Regions from separate parts of the Rattus norvegicus genome. Here region 1 is linked to region 2. A link is a contact called in public Hi-C data. All regions are on one chromosome and are shown on one strand. The core of a region is the stretch at or near the end of the contact, and the rest is flanking DNA. Distances in the headings are between cores, read along the strand shown. Region 1 overlaps Ece1 (endothelin converting enzyme 1). Region 2 holds the start of Ece1 (endothelin converting enzyme 1).

Region 1 (3,258 bases), core at 402-2,901, 85 kb after region 2:
CTTTACTCGGCCCCTGCACTCTATCGATGGCTGCTTCCCTTGTGTGGCATGTGATCCTCACGTGGGGGCCACTATTTTTCTTTCTTATTTACGTGTGTGTGTGTGTGTGTGTGTGTGTGTGTGTGTGTATGTGTGTGTGTGTTAGCATATCATGTAGCCCAGGCTGGTCTTGAACTCATAGTGTACCTGAAAAGGATGATCTTGAACTCCTGGTCCTTCTGCCTCTACTTTTCCAATGCTGGGATCACAAGTGTGCATTACCATGCCCAATTGTGTGTGTCTGTGTGTCTGTCTGTGTCTGTGTCTGTGTCTAACTCTTACTCGGTAGCTCTGATTAGCTATGAACATACTATGTGGACCGGGCTGACCTTGAACACACAAAGATCTGTCTGCCTCTGTCTGCAGAGAGCTGGGACTAATAGCGTGAGCCACCGTACCCAGCCCCATACCTAGCGTTTTATGATGCTGGGACATGAATCCAGGGCCCCTTGCATCCCACACTCTAACTGAGCTACATCCCAGACCTTTTGGTACCAGGCTGAAGAGAGAAAGGGGGTCTTACTTTGTAGCCCAGGCTAGTCTCAAACCTCGTCACCAACTCAAGGCCACCATGCCTATCTTTTTTCCCCCTTCAGTACTGGTGACAGAATCACAGCCTCCTACATGCCAGGCAAGCATTCTGTCACTGAGCTATGTCCCTAGCCCTGAGTCTTCTCAGCTCAGTACCTAAAGTAGCCTCCACTGGGCCAGAAAATGTATCTCCAAGGCTCCAGAAGAAAGCACAAGCGCCTGGTGGCACCGTTCTCGGGTGGAAAGGGGCTGGGAGAAGGAAGCTGTTCCCACAAACAGCCATGTGTGTGTCCCACTGGCAGCCATGTGTGTTTTCCAGACCTGTCTTCCCCGCTGGAAGTTTTGCGTGAGTGACACAGAAAACAACCTGGGCTTTGCCCTGGGCCCCATGTTTGTGAAAGCAACCTTTGCGGAGGACAGCAAGAACATAGTAAGTGCCTCTCTGTGTTCAGGGTGCTGGGGATTGAACCCAGGGCCCCACACGTACTAAGGCCCCAGCCCCAGCCCTCGCTGTGGTCACTAACAGTACTGACTGCGTAGAGCTTATGTCAGTCTGTGGTTAACACAGAGTCCAGCGGGAGTCAAGGGCTCGCCCCCTTCGGTCTGTCACCTCGGCTGCTGTGGAGGGCCTCCCCCCTCTTCTCCAGAATCTTCAACCTGTCTCCGACCTCCAGGTCCGGCCATGATGTAGTTACCTTTCCAGAGCTCCTGTTTGTTTCCGTAGCAACCGCAACCTTTTGGAAACTGTCCCTAGATTTCAAACCTCATTCCATTCAGAATGATTTCTGTGCTCTGGTCAGTCTGGGAATGGCCGAGGATTTTAGCCATCACGGAAGGGCTCACAGTGCACCTGCCCATGTGAGAGGCTCTGAAAAGTCCAGCAACAGAGACTGCGTCAACTTCCTGAAAGTCTGCCTCATCTCACTTGACCCCAGTCCTGTTAGCGGGAGGCCAGCCTTGGCTCGAAGGATCCTATAAGGAGAGGATGGGTAGGAAACATGGATCCTCCCTGACCCAGTCCTGAGTTTAGCCTTTGGCCGGCGGTGTCCTTTAAGCACAGCGCTCCCAGTGATGCAATGTCCTTAGTTAGGCACAGGGCTCCCGGTGATGCAATGTCCTTAGTTGGTGATGCCAGAGCCCAGCCCTCACTGGCGTGGCATCTGTCCCTCAGGCCAGCGAGATCATCCTGGAGATCAAGAAGGCATTCGAGGAGAGCCTGAGCACCCTGAAATGGATGGATGAAGATACTCGGAGGTCAGCCAAGGAGAAGGTGAGGCTACCTGGCAGTTCAGATGTGTGTGGATGCCATTGTGCCCTGTGATTCTAGTGGGACTCAGGACATCCTGAAGGCCCCCGTGGCATAGAGTCAGGGATATCCCATAGCAGAAGGGAAAGGACAAGGGGGGTGCCCACCCTGGAAGGGACTAGGCCAACCCTTTCGTAAGAGCCAGCTCCTGTGTTAAGTAACCCTCGGTCCCTCTCATTCCTGCAACCGTGGCTGTCCTTCATGAGGACCAAGGAAGGCTGTGTGACTCGCTCACCTTCCAGAACCGTTCAGCTCAGAATCAGTTACAATGTGTAAACTTTGGGTGACACATCCAAACCATGATGCTCTCTCGAGGGAAATGACATTTCACAGAATTTACCAGACTCCTTCCAGGAAAAAGATATAGAATCCTTAAGGGGGCAGGAGGCTAGCCCTGCCTCTCCTTGGCACGGACCCTGAGCTGGATCCCACAGAGCTGGGGCAGGCTTGGCTAGCACCATTTGACCCTGTTTTACTCCAATCCCTCCTGTCCAGGCGGACGCCATCTACAACATGATAGGCTACCCCAACTTCATCATGGACCCCAAGGAGCTGGACAAAGTGTTCAATGACGTAAGTGGCTTCCGTCTACCCCTCAAACTCCCTGAAGCCCATGTGAGGCAAGGCCACGGTGGTGGCCATCAACCTATACCAATGTGATGTAGGGCGGGGTTTAGGGATACGGGGCATGAGGAAAGTTTCCCCTGTTCCTTTGTGGTCCTGGGTCAGTGGGGGTCCCTGTCTCCCCAGAGCCACCATCAGCCATTGCTCTGTGGTTATTTCTGGAACACAAGCTCTGGGCCTCACTAGGAATGGCGGCTCCAGGGAGGGAGTGGGAACGGCTAGGGCAGGGTGCCTCCGTGGCACAGCATGTGCTTAGAGTGTGTGAGGCCGTAGGTTCCATCCCCAACAGCATGGGGCAGGAAAAAGGAGGGGAGAACAACCGGACATGCCAATATGTGTCTAACCCTAGGACTCCACAAGCTGGGGCAGGAGGAACAGGGTTCAAGGCCATCTTTGGCTACTTGGCAAGTTCAAGGTCACCCTGGACTATAAGGTAGACCCTATCTCAGACAGACAGACAGACGGACGGGTCCAGAGCGCGTACTGCTCTTACGGGAGTTGGGTTCTCAGCACCCGCCTTGGGCAGTTCCTGACCTCCTACAACTCAAGCTCCAGTAGATACGACTCCTTCTGGCCACCCCGTCACACACGAGTGTACAGTAAGCATGCATGCATGTGCATGTGTGTACACATACATTTATTAAGTTTATTACTTCAAAGAAAGTGTTTCTTCAAAGGCACAGTGAGAATCAGCAACCCTAAAGCCTCGAGTAAGCAAAGTGAGCCCCTTACCTGCTGCTGCTGCTGCTGCTCCCAGG
Region 2 (3,194 bases), core at 18-2,517:
CAAAGGCCACCGCCACTGTCTGGCAATTTGTTTGTTTTTAATTACGTGTATGTATTTGCCTGGGGTGGAGTATGTGCACATGTGAATGCCGGTGTTTGTAGATGCCAGGATAGGACATTGGATTCCTTGCAGCTGAAGTTACAGGCAGTTATGAGCCTTACCATACTGGTGCTGGGACCCTCCACTCCCCCTACCCGTGTAAGAGCGATACAAGTTCTTAACCATTTGGCCATCTCTCCAACCCTGAGGCCTATCTTAAAAAACAAAAACAAACCAGCCACACAACAAAGTCACACAAACAAAAACACATATTTGCCACACTGACCTCTCTGTACTCAAACTGAACCATCCACAACGTTTTGGTAAATCTCTGCCGTGTCTCTCAACTGCATGCTCGAATGTACATGTACACCAAACGGAACTAACCGGAACTTACCGTCTGCTCTTTCACAGCAGGGGCACAAAGACTCTTTCTGCCACGCCCACATGTGTGCTCAACAGGTCACAAATGCACGGCTCACCCAGTACATAGTTTCCTGTTCTTCCCTTCTCTGCACTTGGGCAGCAGGCATAAGGAGAAAGTTTCTCTACTGGAGGTGTAAGTGCCCAGCCTTCTGGGCATCCATTCCACTCCACTTCTTTTTCTTTTGCCCCTCTCTGAATCGCGCGCCTGCGCGGGTAAACACACACACACACACACACACACACACACACACACACACACACACTAATCCCCAAATATAGTCTTCTGTCTTTCCACATAAACACACAGGCATGTGAAATCCATCCCTTCCCCCTTTTCTGTCTCCTCCTCTCTGCCCTTCTTCCTTCTTGCACACAAACACACCCACAGCTGCAGCGCCCAGGGTCATACTACAGTTGCAGGCGCCAGGCAGGAGACAAAGGTCGCTTAGGCTCCCAGAGCCCGAAATGGGCACAGGTGGGCCTGACACAGGCTCCGTCTGTCCCTAGCGAGGGTCCCAGCAAGATCTAGATTAAGCTGGAGGTTCGAGCCCTCACCACTGGACCCACCGGTATTCGGGGCAGCTAGAGTATCCAGCGCTCCAGCATACCAAGGGTTAAGGAGCCCGCGGGGTGGGGGGAGTCCAACCTACGCGCCTGATTGGTTGTTTCTTTGGGGCCCGCAGCCCCCTCGCTTCAGTATTGGTTCGCGGCGGGCCCCGCCCTCTGGCCTGGGCGCCCCAGCCGCGCGCGCCGCCCCGGCAGCTAGCCGTGCGGTCGGAGCGTAGAGCTCAGCGCAGAGCACCGGGAGCCGGAGCCTTAGCGGGAGGTGCATCCAAAGCCCGGCCGTTCGGAGCCCGCGAGCGATGGTGAGTACGTCCTGCGGCTCCACGCAGCCCCGACAGCCCCGGCAGCCGCGCGGCGGTGGCATCCTGGCTGGTTCGTGGCGAGCTGGGCGTCCCCTGCTGCTGAGGCCCGCGTCCCGCTGTTCGCTAGCTTGGACCCGGGCGAGAGTTGGGGGGTGTCCGGTCTGCGAGGACCTTAGTTCTGGGCTGCTGGTCGGCTCCTGGCATGGAAGACTCGGGATCGCGTGCTGGATTTGGGGGGACAGTTGGTGAGATAGGTTTGGGGTGTGCAAATCCCTGAGCTTGGTTTGGCTTGGCGTGGAGACCGTGGGCAGCTAGGCCGGGTCGATTCAGAGACGTCGGGGTTCAGTTGGACTTGAGCTCACGCCCCGCATAGTTCAAGTGAGTTTGGGATTCGAGAACGCTTTAGACATCCTGGGCACTTTTCTCCTACGACTGACCCTGCAGTGGCTGCCAGGCTTACGGGAAGAGGAGGGATTGCTCAGAGAGGAGGGGATAGCATGAGGTTCCGAGGGTTATCTGGTGTTCCCAGCATCTCCCAATAATGAATCCTCAGAGGAGGGCCCGAGTGCTGCCTCTTGTGGGCAAAAGCACCAGGGTAAAGGGGTCCTTGAGGAAGAGGATTTTTTGGGGGGCTCAAGCCTCAAGCCTGACATCCATCCAATCCAGACCTGGCTGCTTTTGGGAGCTTTGGGGTGGCCAGTTGACTTTGGCCCAGAGCCAAGGCCTCAGGTCACCTCTCCATCACACCCATTTGCTTCTCTCCCTGCGGACCTGATTGCCTCCCCTAGAGCTGGGCTCTTGCCGTGTGCACTGAATCCAGGACACCCTGTGTGACCTGAGGAGAGCGATCCGCCTGGGTTCTCTGCTTTTGGGTCTCAGGGATTTGCCTATATCTGTGATGTCCCTTCCAAGCCTGAGGGGTTCACTGAGGAATGGAGGGGCACCATGTTGAGAGCTGGAGATGCTCCAGCGCCAGCCCCAGGACCAACCCTTGTCTGATCAGAAATTAAGTCCCCCCCACCCCTTTTCTCTCTTACCCACTGGCATTTTTCCCGTGAGACATGATTTGTCTCTCTAGAGCCAGATGACTTAATTCTCGCCCCCCACCCCCACAATGTGCCCAGAGATCATCTTGGACCTGACTTACTTCCCTCATTAAGAATCTCCCAGGCATGTGTTGCCTGCCTGGGTAGTTTCACATCGAGGGAATGGTCACCTCTTGTTTGAAAGCTTGAGGATGTGGGAGAGCTATAAAATAGGGAGAGACTTCGAAGTCAAACATCCTCTTTCTGTACCCCACCCTGGCCTGAGCTGCTCACAGAGAGGACGTTTTCCTTCTTACAAAGCAGCAGAAAGTCTGATGTGGTCTTGAATGCTCTGATCGAAGTGTTTGGGAGGCCGAGGCAGGCAGATTTTGGGTCCAAGGGCAGCCTGAGATTGAACAAACCAACTGACAACCCCTCTGCCCTGGGAACATTTAAAAGCATTTTTTAAAAAAAAAATTTGTTTGTATGAGTGTTTGGCTTGCATGTGTGCCCAGTCCCTGTGCAGGGCTGAAGAGAGGGTTGGGTCTCCTGTAACTGGAGTAATGGGAGCCATGACCTAGGTGCCTGGGACTGACCCTGGGGCTTGTCTGTAAGAGCAACAACTGCTTTTAACTGGCTGAACCGTCTCTGACCTGAAAAGCTTCCCAGCCCTCCAGAAAGACCTTAGACTTTGGCCTCGAACAGATTTGAGTTCTAATCCCAGCTCCTTCACTTCCCCACAGGGACTTTGGTCAGATTGTATTATATCCCCAACTGTGCGCTCTCCCCATCAAGAGATAGATAATGGTTCCTATCTCTCGGGTTGGTGTGGGGATCA

Evidence for each region. Hi-C and Micro-C count contacts between places; a contact is called where the count stands out from the background.
Region 1: a Hi-C map of liver shows a contact between it and region 2, with 2.8 times the contacts expected there. The contact joins the enhancer-like site here to the promoter of Ece1 in region 2. A contact is called at or near these places in 4 of 12 Hi-C or Micro-C datasets (hepatocytes, kidney and liver).

The regions. Positions count from the first base shown.
Region 1 is chr5:155,444,415-155,447,672 of GRCr8, forward strand. Ece1 (endothelin converting enzyme 1) reads left to right here. Exons shown (of 19, transcript NM_053596.2): 11 at 890-1,000; 12 at 1,742-1,840; 13 at 2,372-2,449. Among named protein-coding and RNA genes, the nearest start is that of Eif4g3, 35 kb to the right of the region's middle. Within about 2 kb of position 1,652, at least 4 of the 93 cell types and tissues checked have an H3K27ac peak or open chromatin away from gene starts, as enhancers often do. A contact at or near this core is called in hepatocytes and liver, where this site is marked.
Region 2 is chr5:155,359,764-155,362,957 of GRCr8, forward strand. It overlaps Ece1 (endothelin converting enzyme 1), which reads left to right and starts at 1,268. Exons shown (of 19, transcript NM_053596.2): 1 at 1,268-1,331. The coding sequence starts at 1,329. LOC134487019 (a long non-coding RNA gene) reads right to left here and starts at 724. Exons shown (of 4, transcript XR_010066693.1): 1 at 437-724.